Linked DNA regions of Ovis aries: region 2 is linked to region 1. Evidence: chromatin contacts called from public Hi-C data. All regions are on one chromosome and are shown on one strand. The core of a region is the stretch at or near the end of the contact, and the rest is flanking DNA. Distances in the headings are between cores, read along the strand shown.

The links. Hi-C and Micro-C count contacts between places; a contact is called where the count stands out from the background.
Region 2: a contact with region 1 is called in a Hi-C map of hypothalamus, with 6 times the contacts expected there. The contact joins the enhancer-like site here to the promoter of MAP1B in region 1. A contact is called at or near these places in 3 of 16 Hi-C or Micro-C datasets (hypothalamus and tail adipose tissue).

Annotation. Positions count from the first base shown.
Region 1 is chr16:9,612,324-9,616,158 of ARS-UI_Ramb_v3.0, reverse strand. MAP1B (microtubule associated protein 1B) reads left to right here and starts at 1,427. Exons shown (of 6, transcript XM_060400322.1): 1 at 1,427-1,668. The coding sequence starts at 1,485.
Region 2 is chr16:9,921,974-9,925,655 of ARS-UI_Ramb_v3.0, reverse strand. No RefSeq gene overlaps it. Among named protein-coding and RNA genes, the nearest start is that of TRNAY-GUA, 28 kb to the right of the region's middle. Within about 2 kb of position 2,340, at least 8 of the 54 cell types and tissues checked have an H3K27ac peak or open chromatin away from gene starts, as enhancers often do. A contact at or near this core is called in hypothalamus, where this site is marked.

The sequences.
Region 1 (3,835 bases), core at 178-2,677:
ATCAGTCTTGCATATATGATGGGGCCAAAACCGTGTCAGGGTTTCAGGAAGGAGGTAAGAGCAGAGTACATTACCAATAAGTCGGGGTGGTTAACAGCTATGACGATAGGCTTTTTGGAAATCTTAGTATATCCAGGTGATTTTTTTTCTTTTATTTATATGCAGTCTAGTATTAAAACTATATTGGCTGCTCTAGTTTCCATTCATTCCTCTTTCTTAAGCCTCTAGTTCTCCAGTCTTTTATGATAGTACCATGTTTGACCATTTTGTTACTTCTTCACCACCACCACTCCCTTCCTGGGACATAAGTTATATTCATTATATTCAATGTGTTTGTGAGAAATGGTTGTAGATGGGCTGCCTTTAAACGTTTTTTATGAGTTCTTCTAAACATACACAAAGGCAATAAAAATCCCCAATGCTACATGTATTTTAAAAGACATCATTGTTACATGAAATAATTTTGCTTGTGTGTTCCCCAAGGAACTGAAAAGTACACTATAGTCACTATAATCCTGCTGGATAGAGACAGTATCTTCTCTTTATTGTTATGCCTGATACTATCTGTTCAGCATATTATTAAGACCAGAAATCTGTATCTGGAATAATGCATCTGTACTCTTCTCATTGCCCATGAGCACTACAAAGCCAGTACTTTTTCATCACTGGGTCTTTCAGAATAAGTTCCAAAGACTGAACAATGGTAAGCTGAGGTTTTGCATCTTTGGTGTATTCTTCATGTGTAGGTGGTGGTAAATATGTCTTCCGAAATCCACAACATCAGAGAAAAAACAGGTTCCATCTTCCTGGGCGGGGTACCCTCAGCCCCACATCCGCTGTGCTAGGATCTGTCCTCACAGATCCTGAGGACCTGGCTTCATCGCAGACAGCACCCAAGGCAGAGGCCTGGCCTGTGCACCTAGGACAGGGTAAATATCCCGACTCTGAAAATGGAAACCCATCCACTTCTCCTGCACAGGCGGGGTGAGGGTTTGGAGCCGGCAGGCTGTGGGTGGGGTGTGGGTTGGGAGTGTTTTCCCCCCGTCGAGTCCTCCAGCCCCTTGACTCGCGGCCCTACCCTGACCATTGTCCACACACCTCGTCCCTCCAGCTTCCGGGCCGCGGGCGAGATGATTTGCTGCAGATGACATCAGCCCTGGGCCAACGGTTGGAAGAGCGGAGGCAGCCACCCCGCGAGGATGTGCCGGGTGGTCCTTCCCTCCTCCTCTTCCTCCTCCTCCCCGGCGCCCTGCCTAGTCTCCATATAAAAGAGGCACCGCCTCCCCGCCCTCTCTCACTCCCGGCTCCTCTCCGCCGCGCGCTCTCGGAGAGGGCGGAGGGGGAGGCGGCGCGCAGCGCCAGGAGGAGGGGAGACGCAGGGGGCGGAGCGGAGACAGCACCTTCGGAGATAATCCTTTCTCCTGCCGCAGACGAGCGGAGCGGCCTGAGCCGGGCACTTCGCCGAGGCTTAACGGGCCGGCAGGATGGCGACCGTGGTGGTGGAAGCCGCCGAGCCTGAGCCGTCCGGCAGCATTGCCAACCCAGCGGCGACCACCTCGCCCAGCCTGTCGCATCGCTTCCTCGACAGCAAATTCTACCTGCTGGTGGTCGTCGGCGAGATTGTGACCGAGGAGCACCTGCGACGCGCCATCGGCAACATCGAGCTTGGTAAGAGGCCCTGCGCCCCCAGGGGACGCGTTCGGGGAGACGCGCAAACGCGACCCCACCCAGGGCACGACGGCCACCTTTCTCCTCCGGCACGCCCCGCACCCACGCCTTTCTCCGCCACTTCCCACACTCTGTCCAGATTCCTTCCCCCCCACCCCCGCCCCAGGTTCATTTCGGAGAATAATGCAAATTATTAGATTTGCTACCCAGTGGGAGAGTCTCCTAACCTTGAGGGATCCGTCACCAGGCTGGGTCTACAGATTCCAGCTGGCTACCGCCTCTCCCGCTAAATGAGATGCAGGTGTCAAAGGGGCAGAGGCTGCAATAAAGCCGCAACCGCAGGACACCAAAGGTGTGTGTGTGGGGGGGAGGTGGGGGGAACGTTGCAATTACCTCTTTCATCTCCCCCTTCCCCCCCCCCCCACCACAGCAAAATGCTGGGATTGCCCCTCGTCAGCAGACCCGAGGCTGAAGTACCATGTGCCAGGGCGCGCGTGGGAATCCCTCTAGCCACAACCACCTCAGCCCCGAGAAGTGCCTTTGCTAGCTTAAAACCTCTCCATCTTTTCTTCCCTCGGAATGACTAGGCTAGTCCTAGGGCCACGCCCGCCCCCCCCCCCCCCCCCCCTCGGGACGCAGAGATGGAGAACCGCCTGCGCCTCGTTCCCAGACGGCGCCTGCCTCGCTACTGCCCCTGGGGCCTCGGTTGCAGCTTTCAGCAAGGACAATGGGACCCCCAAGTTGCGGGGTGGGGCTTCTCCTTTTAAAAGTCTTTGCCTCGGGAGTGATGGCTTGGGGGTGGGGTGGTGGGTAGGGCCGGCGCCTGGCCCGGTGCGGGCAGTAGGAGCGCGCTCTGCAGAGGCCGAATAGCGGTTCGCTGGGAAACCCTGGGCGGGGCCGTAAGGATCCAGCGGGCGCAGCCTCGGGCGCGCGGACCGACCCGCCCCGCAGCCCCACCCGGGCTGCCGCAGTGCCCCCGCCCGATGCACCTGCCCCCCGCACTGCGGCGCCCCCACTGGGCGCGCCCGACCGGGCGTGCGTTCCGCCGGCGCTTGGGGGTGCAGCGTGCCCCTCGTCTGCTTCAACCCGGCTTTGTTGCGCGCGAAGTCCCCGGGTGGTCAGCTCTGTCCTCTGCCTTTCCCTCCCCCCCACCCCCCACCCCGGCATCGCAGACCTCCCCTTCTCCCTGACCGAGGTCGCCGGTCCCTCCACAACCCCAGCCCGTGCTCTATTCTCTCGGGGTGGTGCTGAAGCGCGTCTGCCCCGAGACACCGGCTGGTGGGCGTGGTGCAGTCCGCACTGCGGTCTCTACGGCAGCCCGAGGCGGACAAAGGGCGTTCACACAGCCCTCGTTCCCCGCGCCCGCCCCCTACTCCCCATGAAAGACGCGAGAAAAGCTTGTTTTAGAGGAAAAAAAAAAAATTAAACTCTAGTGGTCTGCCTCTGCATTTGGAAACGGTCGCCTGTACCCAGAACAAAAGGCTGCAGGGTGGAGACTCGAGTTGCAGACCTGGTTCTTTTGTTTAACTTTAAAGCACTGGTGTTACTTTTTGGCTTAAAAAAGGAAAGAAAAAAATGTGAGTAGAAAGCAGACTTGTTATTTTATTCGGAAAAAAAAAAATTGAAGAATAGGCTAGGTCAATAGTGAAATGCCTCATTTGAGCATCTAATAACCCTTCATTTGTCAAACTATAGTCCTTTGAATTTGATCAGTACTAATTTAGTTTATCTGCACATTTTCTCCTTGGAAAATTTCATATGGACTGACTGGGTGTGGCTGCTGTATGAACCTATGACTTTGGATTTTTTAAAAAGTATTATTTGTCAGCACTTTTGCTGGGAAGTAATAATAAAGCAGGAGGTGTGTTTCTATGTATAAAAGGTGCATAACCACCCGATGTGGTGTGAGGAGAGGGACCCTCATCCCCATTTTGGAGACAGGGGCCCAGAGAGGCAGGAAGGATAGGGAGACCAGCTCAAGGTCACACCACTCATAAGTGACAGAATGTCGGCACTGCGGCATCACTGGTTTTCTGGCCCCGTCATGATGTTAACATCACAGGGAGATCAAAGAGCAATTTCTAGAGCTTGCTTTTATACAAAGGCAGTAGTCATCCACTTGTGGGCAGCACCCCATGCAGGGAGGTGGCTCAGCAATCACCTTCCA
Region 2 (3,682 bases), core at 1,091-3,590, 310 kb before region 1:
GGACGGTGTGAGAAGATTATGGTCAAGGTCCCAGGGAACTGGCTGGGGTGAGGACTACGGTTCAGTGACTGCGTCAAGTGTGTGAAGATGAAGGGGAAGGTGTATACGGGGTGTGTGCTGTTCGAGAAGAATAGGTTGAGTGGTGCTGGGTGCTAAAGCACCACCTCTTCTTCCTGCCACACACATCTACAGGGGCTTGGAGAGCGTCTTGATGGAGAATTACCCCTTTCGTTCATCCTGCAGATATAAGGAGTGGTTGTGTTTCATGAGTGCCTGTGGAAATCCTAAGTCCTGGGTCTCTGAGAAATACTTCGAGTGATTAAGAGGAATGAGGATGTATGAGTTTGGATCTTGCATCTACTAGTTACTTGCTCTAAGATCCTGGGCAAGTGATTGATTGATTTTTTTTTTTTTTAATGTGGAGAGAGAAAATTTTACTTGATGTATTTTTTAAACTTATTGACATATTATACTGCCTTCCTAAGGGAAATTTTTCCTCCTTAAATTCATCATACTTTATTTGTATTGTTTCAACTCTGGTTGTAACCAGTGCAGTCATGTTGTGTTTCATTTCTGCTGCTCACGGGCAAGTGTTTAAGCTCTCTCTAAGCCTGTTTTCTTATCTGCTAGGTGGAAACAAAAATGATATCAAGTGCAAAGATTTTTGTTGAGATTAAGTGAGGAGCTGTAGGTGAAGTGCTTATCCGGCAGGCAGAGAAGACTCAATACATTTTATTTGTCAATTTTCAGATTCAAAGTTTTCATTGGAGTATAGTTGATTTAGAATGTTGTATTAGTCTCGGGTGTACAGCAAAGTGAGTCAGTTATACAAACACATATATCCATTTTTTTAAAGACTTTTTTTTCTCATATAGGTCATTACAGAATATTGACTAGAGTTCCCTGTGCTACACAGTAGATCCTTGTTCATTATCTGTTCTATATATAGTAGTGTGTATATGCCAATCTCAATCTCCCATTTATCCCTCCCTACCTTCCCTCCCTGGTAACTGCAAGACTGATTTCTACATCTGTGACTCTCTTTCTATTTTGTAAATCAGTTCATTTGTATAATTTTTTAAAAAAGATTCCACATAGAAGTGATATTTTTCCTTCTCTGACCTACTTCACTCGGTGTGACCGTCTCCATGCACATCCGTCTTGCTGCAAATGGCATCATTCTGTTCTTTTTTATGGCTGAGTCATATTCCATTGTATATGTGCAGCACATCTTCTTTATCCACTCCTCTGTTGATGGACTCAATGCATTAAAATTTTTTTTTGAGTTTACTTTTGGCTGTGCTGGGTCTTCACTGCTGCTCGAGCTTTCCTCTAGCTGCAGCAAGCCAGGGCTGTTCTCTGTTCCAGTGGGCAGACTTCTCCTTGCTGCAGCTTCTCTTGTTGCAGGGCATTGGCTCCAGGTGAGTGGGGTTCAGGGGTTGCAGCACCCCTTGGACTGCAAGGAGATCCAACCAGTCCATCCTAAAGGAGACCAGTCCTGAATATTCATTGGAAGGACTGATGCTGAAGCTGAAGCTCCAATACTCTGGCCACCTGATGGGAAGAACCGACTCCATTGGAAAAGACCTCGATGCTGGGAAAGACTGAAGGCAGGAGGAGAAGGGGACGACAGAGGATGAGATGGTTAGATGGCATCACCGACGTGAAGGACATGAGTTTGAGTAAACTCTGGGAGTTGGTGATGGACAGGGAGGCCTGGCGTGCTGCAGTCCATGGGGTCACAAAGAGTTGGACACGACTGAGCGACTGAACTGAGCTGATGATGACGAGAGTGGCCATCTTCTCTTACCTTAGGGAGAATCTCTTATCCTGAGATTCTGGGGACAGAGGGGATTTAGGCTTGCAGTTGTATAGTGAGCTGCCAGCTCCACTCTCCGAAGGCAGAGTCCACGCGTGATTTCTTTGTGTAAAGTATCTCCCGTAAGTGAAAGTATTCAAGGATACAAATTTGTGCAGTAGAGACTATCTTCTTGTAAGACTGGATGCGTTGATGGGAGTGGAGCCAGGCACTGCCCCACTGAAAAAAAATATGCTGTCTCTATCTCTGGGTACCTCATTGGGTGACAAGTTCTTACAAAGCAAGTGGTGGCATGTCAGGGCCTGTCCCTTGTGGGGACTGTAAGTAACTGAGACTGTCACCATATGCTTTTCTCAATTCAAGTAATTCACAGGAGGTTGAAAACACAGAAGTTACTGTGAAATTACCAGTTTCCCCCCGCTAAACTTAATTTCTGACAAGGAGGCAAAGGGGGTCCTCTGAGTTTGTTCTTCAGTTCTGGAGATGGCCAGTAGGTGGCACCAGGGCTTGGTTCTTAATGGACTCTGGGCACACCAAAGAAAAGAAAACGCTTATTGTAGTTCCAGTCTTGGCTTTTGGATGAAACTGTTTCCTGGGAGATCTGAACAAAAATCCTGGCCTTGGCATTCACTCGGGTTAAATTCTCTTCTCTTTTCATCTAAAAATTGTGTTTCTTATCATGGTGCCCGACACTATCACTTAGTGATTCTCCAGTGGAGAGTCATGTCACTTCTGATGTTTTCTCGGTACCTACACGAACATGAAAGAGAATGGAGCTTGGAGAGGAATGCTGAACGAAAAAGATTGGAACTCTCTAGCAACTTGCATGGAAAAAAAGTAGTAGAGATCACGTTATTTGGAAAAATAGTAGATGTTTTGGATTATCTATTTTTTTTCCCCTTTTCCTCTTCACCTATCTGCTGTTGTCAGCCCAGAAACTAATAGAGCTGATGCCAGAGATTCCAGCACTTTCCATCAGGCAGTGATTACACTTCAGGGCTGATCACCCACCAAGAATAATACAAGAATAACCATCACAACATAAAAACTGCCTTCGGTGTATGCTTCCTTGTCCCAGCACTGTGCTGAGCATTTGACACTCATCATCTCATTTAATTTTCTCAGTCATCTTCTGGGTTATGTACTTGATGATACCATTTTTCAGGTCAGAAAACTGAAGTTTAGGTTCAGTAATTTGCCCCCAGATCATTCAGCTAGTGACTAGAGAAAACAGAGTGAATAGAGGGACTGAAAGCCAGGAAGTCGGACTCCAGGTCTGAGGGGTTGTTCACTGTGCCCACTGAAACGGTTGGTGGGGTGGGGGTAACTGGGCCCCCTGGAGGCAGTGCTTGGTGGTCCCAGGTAGCTTGCTCTGCTGAGGGCACACAGGCTTCGCGATGTGGGAGTTACTTAAAGTTCCCTGGGGACTCAGCACTGTGCCATGTCCCATGGCTTTTTGCAACATGGCCCAAAGAATCCACCCCCTGAGACTTCACCGTCTGAGCCCGGCTTCCCTCCTCCCCTCTTGATTGCTGCTCTCCAGGCGCCTCTCTGCCGCAGGGCCTTGGCACCTGCTGACCGTCTGACTGGAGTTCTCATCCCTCAGATCCTCACAGGGCTGGCTGCTTTTCCTCAGGAATCAGCGCAGACATGACCTCCCCTGAGAGTCTCTTCCTCACAGCATCATTTCATGAGGCTTCTCTGTCTCAGGTCCCCTGGTCCATGACTTTCTCTCACTCCTTTCCCTGCATTTGTGATGACTGGTAGCTGTCTTCTCACTTGGCTGGCCAGTTGGCTTACCTGGTGTCGTGTGTTTTGCCTCATCCAATGTAAGCTGTGTGAGGCGGGAGTCCCGACGGTCTG